2 separate regions of the Mus musculus genome follow, and region 2 is linked to region 1. The links are chromatin contacts, called in public HiChIP or PLAC-seq maps. All regions are on one chromosome and are shown on one strand. The core of a region is the stretch at or near the end of the contact, and the rest is flanking DNA. Distances in the headings are between cores, read along the strand shown.

Region 1 (3,285 bases), core at 450-2,949:
CATTCCTCAGAGTCTACATATGTCCCAGCAAGCAATGTGTCAGTCCCTCTGCTGATGCCACTGGTGACCTTAATGGAACGCCAGGCTGTCACTTTTGAAGGGACCGACATGTGGGAAAACAATGACGAGAGCTGTGAAATTCTGCTGAATCACTTGGCAACAGCCAGGTTCATGGCTGAGGCTTCTGAGAGCTACAGGATGAATGCTGAGAGGATCCTGGCAGGTAGGGACTTGTTCCTGCAATCTTCTCTGCACAGGGATTAGGAAGAAGAAAAGAAAGGGGATGGATGCCCTCGGTCAGAAAAATGACCACCAGAAAGGATTAAGATGTAGACACTACATTTCCTACGCCATTGCTCATTTGATAATGTGTAAGAGCATACAAAGAAATGGGTTTCACTGTGGCGTGCGTGCACGAGTGTGTGCAGCTAGAGGTCAACTTCAGATCTCTTTCTTCAGGCACCATACATCCCTTTGAGTCAGCATCTCTCACTGGAACTTACCTTGGAGGCTAGGCTGGCTGGCCAACAAGTCCCAGGGACCCTTCTACCTGTCTGTCCATCCAGTGTGGGGATTAGAGGTACAACCATCTATGCCTCGCTTTAAAAATACTGTATTTTTCAAGCTGAGCAGTGATGGCACACACCTTTAATCTCAGTACTTGGGAGGCAGAAGCAGTTGGATCTCTGTGAGTTTGAGGACAGCCTAGTCTACAGAGTGAATTTCAAGGCAGCCAAGAAAAACTCTTGTCTTGAGAAATAGAAAATTTAAATATATACATAACATACATACATATATGTGTGTGTGTGTGTATGTTTTTATGTAGGCGTGTATACAACATGAGCGAAAGGGAGGCCAGAGGGATCACACTGTTGAGCTAGCTGTAGGCAGCTGTAGCCACCTGACATAGGTCCTAGCAGCCAAACTCAGGTCCCACAACTGCGAGCCACCTCTCAGGCAACCAAGACCAGCTTAAAAAAATCAGTTATTGAGAATGTCGTACATGAGTACTGTATTTATGTAATTTCTACCATACACACTTACTTTCACCTCCTGTGTCTCCCTATGTAGATCACTTTAATTATTGTTACATATATATACACATAAACATGTATCTGCAAATATGACCTACTGAGTCAATTTAGTGTTGTTCATATGTGTGTATGTCAAGGGATGACCAACCAGGATTGGGTCTCTAGAGGAGACGGACTCTTCTCTTAGCAGCCATTAATTTCTATAGCACTTCATCTAGGGGTGGGGCCTTATAAGACTTGCTCCGTCCTCTCTGGAATGTCAGCCGGTGTTGCCACTGTACGGGTCTTGTTTAGGTGACCATATTTCTGAGATTTCATGGGTTCAACTTTCTATCATACGCAGTACCTCAGAGCATGTATCTTGGTCCTCTGGCTCTCGTCTCTCCACACCCACTTTCTTCCTTGATGTACCCTGAGCCTTAGGTGTAGAGATTGGATTGTAGATGTACCAGCTGGTGGGAGACAGGAGCCCACAATAAACTGTTCTCTGCATTCTGACCATCGGGGACTTTCGTTGATGGTCATTATCTGCCGCAAAAAGCGGCTGCTTTGGTAAGTGGCAAGAGCTGCAGCTATCTGTGGGTGTAAGGGTAGATCCTTAGAGTGCAGTCAGGAGTTACAGCTGTAGAAGAGTGGTGGTAGAAGGCTCTCCCGTGACCTCATCAACCACAGGTATTTGACTAGGTTTACAGTACTAGGCACAAATTCCCTCCTATGAGTGTGCCTTTGATCCAAGTAGATGGCTGTTGGTTACCCCCAAGATAGAAGTGCCACTCCGGCACCATGAGAAATACCTTGCTATGATAGTCATAGTTGTGGCTCACAGGCTTTAAAGCTGAGCAGGACTTGCTACCCTGTAGAGCATCTACCGATGCTAGGAGAGCAAGTCCTCATAGAGGAGGCTTCTAGGTCAATTCCAGCTCCATTCATCCAGCAACGGGGTCTTACCTTCAAGATCTGGGAGTCTCTTGAACCCCTTTGACCAAGATTGCAAGAGAGGGTTCCTCTGCCTGGCATTGACGTTTCTCTTAGATTGATTATGACTATGGCTCTTGGGAGGGGAATATTATCACCCCAAGTGGCACAACTTGATTTAAATTAAATATGTGTGTGTGTGTGTATACACATATACATACACACACACTCTAATATAAGTAAATACAAATATGTTTATAGTTTTTTCAGTCATCCTTGGTGTGTGTGTGTGGGGGGGTTGGTTTTGGTTTTTTTTTTGTTTGTTTGTTTGTTTTAAAGCTGGTAGCAGTGGAGGGAGAGGGGGCAAAGCATCCCCCTTCATAGCCCCTGTGTCCTTTTGTTCCTCTCTAGAGCTCCCCACATGACCCACCATGGTCCCTTGTCAGGAGGCATTCTTTCTGGATCTGGTTTACCCTCCTCAGAAAAGTATCTTCTAGTTCTATCCAGCTTCCTACAAAATTCATTTTCTCACTTTCTTCACAGCTGAATAGTATTCCATGGTGTAGATGTACCACATTTTCCTTATGCATCCATCAGCCCAAGGACACTTAGGTCTATTCCCACTTCCTAGCTACTGTGCAGAGCACACTGAACATGACGGCACATGTATCTGTGTAGTACCATGTCAAGTCCTTGGGGCGTATGCCAAGGAGTGGCATAGGTGGGTCATATGCTGTGTGAGCATTAATCACACTAATCTTAAAGTGGCTGCTCCAGTTTACAGTTCCACCAACAGTGAAGGTGGTTCCCCTTTCCCACATCCTTGCCAGCATCTGTTTTCTTGATCTTAGCCACTCTGACTAGGGTAATGGGGTAAGATGAAATCTTAAAGTAGTTTTAATTTGCATTTTCCTAACTGCTAAGGATGGTGAATACCTTTAAAGGTGTTTCTTAGCTATTTTTGTCTCTTTTGAGAACTCAATAGCACATTTTTAAAGTTGGGCCATTTGTCTTGGCTGTTTTTTGAGTTCTTCTAGGTATTAATCCTCTGTCAGCAGCTTTTTTGTTTTGATGTCCCAGTTGTCAACTGTGTACGTGCAGCCCTTTAATGTGTATTCTGGAGATTGAAGTCAGGCCTCTGTGCTCACAAAGCAAACACTGACTGAGCTGTCTTCTCCAACCTGGAATTCTCCTATGTCTAGGACATTCTCACTATTCCAATTCATCCCCAGACTATGTCCTGAAATTCCAGATGATCTCAGGGTCCTGTATCTCCTGTTTTCTACTCTGGGACAGAATAAATAAAAGGCAGGATCAAGAAGAATGTCCACCATTA
Region 2 (3,347 bases), core at 4-2,503, 570 kb after region 1:
TAAAGACGATCCTTTGGGAGAGAGGCCAAGGGCTGTAAGAGCCAGCAGGCTGGAGGAATGGGAATTCAGACTCCACACAGGTATGGGCTTGTGGTGTCCGGTTTCTCACTAGGGCTCAACTGTTCTTGAAATTGTAAAGTAGGAATAATGCTGTCTGCCATTTCAAGATTCTGGGTAGAAGAGTTTCTAAACTGAATGCCACACAGCACAACGAATCATGACCATTTTTATTATTGTGTGATGAGACTGTGTGGCTCAAAGGTGTCAGAGATCTGGCAGAACCTTTTGTTCAAGAGGCAACTGCATGGGCGGGCTGCCGACCCTAGACAAAAATAGAAGCAGGCCTTGACTTTGAAGTGGGGTGAGCGATGCAGGCCTCGGAGAGTGCCAAGGCAGCCCTGCCTCCCCGTGCTCCCAGAACATAGGCAGCTGTGCTGGCCAGAAACACCACCCCTGACCTCATCTCTCTGCTGGATCAGAGTGGGCCAGAATACAGAAGAGTAGTTGGTTTCTGATGTTCTATTTTAAAAAAGATAAAATATAAAAACAGTAGCTCTCAGCGTAAGTTCAGAGAGAGCCATGCTATGGAGAAATCTGTGTGTATTCTTCTTTGATCTCTTCATTTTAGAGATGCAGACTGACTGTGAGCTGACAGACTGACTGTGTGCTGGTCGGAATGCTGAGCACTAGGTGTCTGTTGCCTCCGGTCATCCTTCCCAAAGTCTGTAAATCCCCTCCCTGCAAATAAGCATGGGAACTACTAAAGGCATTTACCCCATGCCACCAAGTCTGCATTGCATGCATTTGCATAAAGGAATTGAAGGCATAGGCAATAAAATTTAATTTGAATAATCTATTTTAAGGCACGACAGCAGTTACTATAGCAATTTTTACCAACTTCTGAAAAGAACCCAGTGAATAAATTATAGCTTATTAAAATACTTCTATTACTATAAGCTGCATTCTATTGAAATAGCTGAAAGTGCCATCTTAAAGGCTTATAATGTGTAGCATTATTTAATTACATTTTAATAAGAGTCTAGATTGGATAAAGCTGCCCTGGGAAGAGCATCAGAAGTGCAGAAGGAGCTCGCAGCAGCCTACACTGCTCCTTACATGCACTGGAGCTGCAAGACCGGAAGAAGCCACAGTGCATGTTGGAGTTCTGCCAGAACAAACAAGAAAGCTCACAGTCTCCCTTACTCCCAAGCCGGGAGTAGGACTACCGGGAAACCAGAAGGCTGCAGAGAGAGGCCGGTGCCTGCCACCCACCCCTCCTGCATGCACAGGGCCTGTAAGAGGCGGAGGGATCTGGGAAAGTGGTCTTTGAACTTTGCAGCGGGGCCCGCAGTTTACGGCATACGACGTTCTTGTACTTTTTTATTTTCTGCTACTTACTTTCTACTCTTCTATGTATGTCTCCCGATGGCTTTGCCTTTGTCTTTAGAGTGCTCAGTTAGGTTTTGGGAGCTGTTGCTTATGCCTCCCCCCCCCCCCCTTCATCTTTTCCTCTAAACCCATGGTCATCTCTCCCACCTCGCCTCACCCCGCCACTTTACCCACCTCACCCTGTTTTCTACTCAGTGTTAATTTAATATTTCTCCTCCCCTACTCTGCTTCCCTCCTAACCCTGACCGTATTTTCTAGTTTTAGGTTATGTAAACAGTTTCTTATATATTTTTTCTTGGTTACAGCTCCCCTCCCCCACTCCTCCCCCACTCTCCCCACCTCTCTGCCCATCGCCCTCCATGGTTGTTCACGAGCTCTCTCTCTTTAAAGAACAAGTATGTTAACTAAACTCCAAGTACACTCCATGCTATCCTTGCCTGTTTATCCTCCAAAAGTTATTGAAGCCGAAGGAGTCACTGTTGGGAATTGGCTAATAAAATATTTGAATAGTGTTAGTATTCAGCCACTGTGGTTGGTCTTGCAGTTAATATTCTACTTGGGGAATGGTACGGAGCTTACACCAGGCATCTGGAGCTCCGGGAGTGAGGAATTATTTTCTCAACTACAGCACATTGAGCTCTAACACATTCAAGTCTGTGTGAAAATTGCAAATACTTCAAATGAAGGAAAATAGTTGGTCAAAACTAAACCAACCCTAAAAAAACAAAAAACCAAAACAAGACATTAGATGCATACATCCCAACATAGCAACATTTAAAAAACAAACAAACAAACAAACAAACAAAAAAAAAACAAAAAAAATCAGAACTCTTCCAAATAGAGTTAGCCTTCAGTAACGGCACCTAGTTGGAGTGAGTTAGATGAACTCCCACATAGAACCTGAAGTAATGACCGTACACATGATCAAGGTCACAAAGAGATGAATGAAATAAGGAGGTGATACATAGTATAAACAGGAAAGCCAACAAAGAAATTACAGAGAAACACCAATTCAGAGTACTAGACATTACAAAAACAAGACAAAAAAAAAAACCCACAAAAAACAAACAAACAAAAACCTGTACTGGCTGGGTTTGTGTGTCAACTTGACACAGCTGGAGTTATCACAGAGAAAGGAGCCTCCCATGAAGAAATGCCTCCATGAGATCCAGCTGTAAGGCATTTTCTCAATTAGTGATCAAGTGGGGAGTGCCATTGTGGGTGGTGCCATCCCTGGGATGGTAGTCCTGGGTTCTATAAGAGATCAGGCTGAGCAAGCCAGGGGAAGCAAGCCAGTAAGGAACATCCCTCCATGGCCTCTGCATCGGCTCCTGCTTCCTGACCTGCTTGAGTTCCAGTCCTGACTTCCTTTGGTGATGAACAGCAATGTGGAAATGTAAGCTGAATAAACCCTTTCCTCCCCAACTTGCTTCTTGGTCATGATGTTTGTGCAGGAATAGAAGCCCTGACTAAGACAAGAACAAAACAAAACAAAACAAAACAAACAAACAAACAAAACCAATAGAGTGGACCATGGTCAAGACAGGGTGGGTAAGCACAGGATTCAATGTACAGGAACTGGAACAATTCAATAAGGAGGAAGGTAAGTGTGGTGGTTTGGATGAGAATGGCGTCCATAGGCCCACGTATTTAAATGTCTGATTCCCAGTTGGTTAGCAGGATACAGTGTTGCCTTGTTGATGAAGGTGTGGACTTTCAGGTTTCAAAAGCCCATGTCATTCCCAGTTAGCTCTCTTGTTCTCTGCCTCCTGTTTGTGGATCAGATATGAGCTCTCAACTACTGCTCCAGCACTGGACCTTCCTACTGCTGCACCTCATCCATGAAGGTGAGAAACTCTCCATGTGAGTCTATAAACAAGCCCCCAATTCAATGCTTTCTTTTATAAGTTGCCTTAGTCATAGTGTTTCTTCACAGCAATAGAAAAATAACTAAGGCA

The links. HiChIP or PLAC-seq counts read pairs in DNA pulled down with a chosen protein or histone mark.
Region 2: a contact with region 1 is called in a FOXA1 HiChIP or PLAC-seq map of pancreatic cancer cells. The contact joins two enhancer-like sites.

What each region holds. Positions count from the first base shown.
Region 1 is chr3:122,525,277-122,528,561 of GRCm38.p6, forward strand. Bcar3 (breast cancer anti-estrogen resistance 3) reads left to right here. Exons shown (of 12, transcript NM_013867.3): 11 at 11-223. Among named protein-coding and RNA genes, the nearest start is that of Mir7657, 15 kb to the right of the region's middle. Within about 2 kb of position 1,700, at least 11 of the 459 cell types and tissues checked have an H3K27ac peak or open chromatin away from gene starts, as enhancers often do. A contact at or near this core is called in pancreatic cancer cells, where this site is marked.
Region 2 is chr3:123,092,283-123,095,629 of GRCm38.p6, forward strand. All of the region lies in intron 4 of Synpo2 (synaptopodin 2), which reads right to left. Among named protein-coding and RNA genes, the nearest start is that of Myoz2, 59 kb to the left of the region's middle. Within about 2 kb of position 1,254, at least 68 of the 459 cell types and tissues checked have an H3K27ac peak or open chromatin away from gene starts, as enhancers often do. A contact at or near this core is called in pancreatic cancer cells, where this site is marked.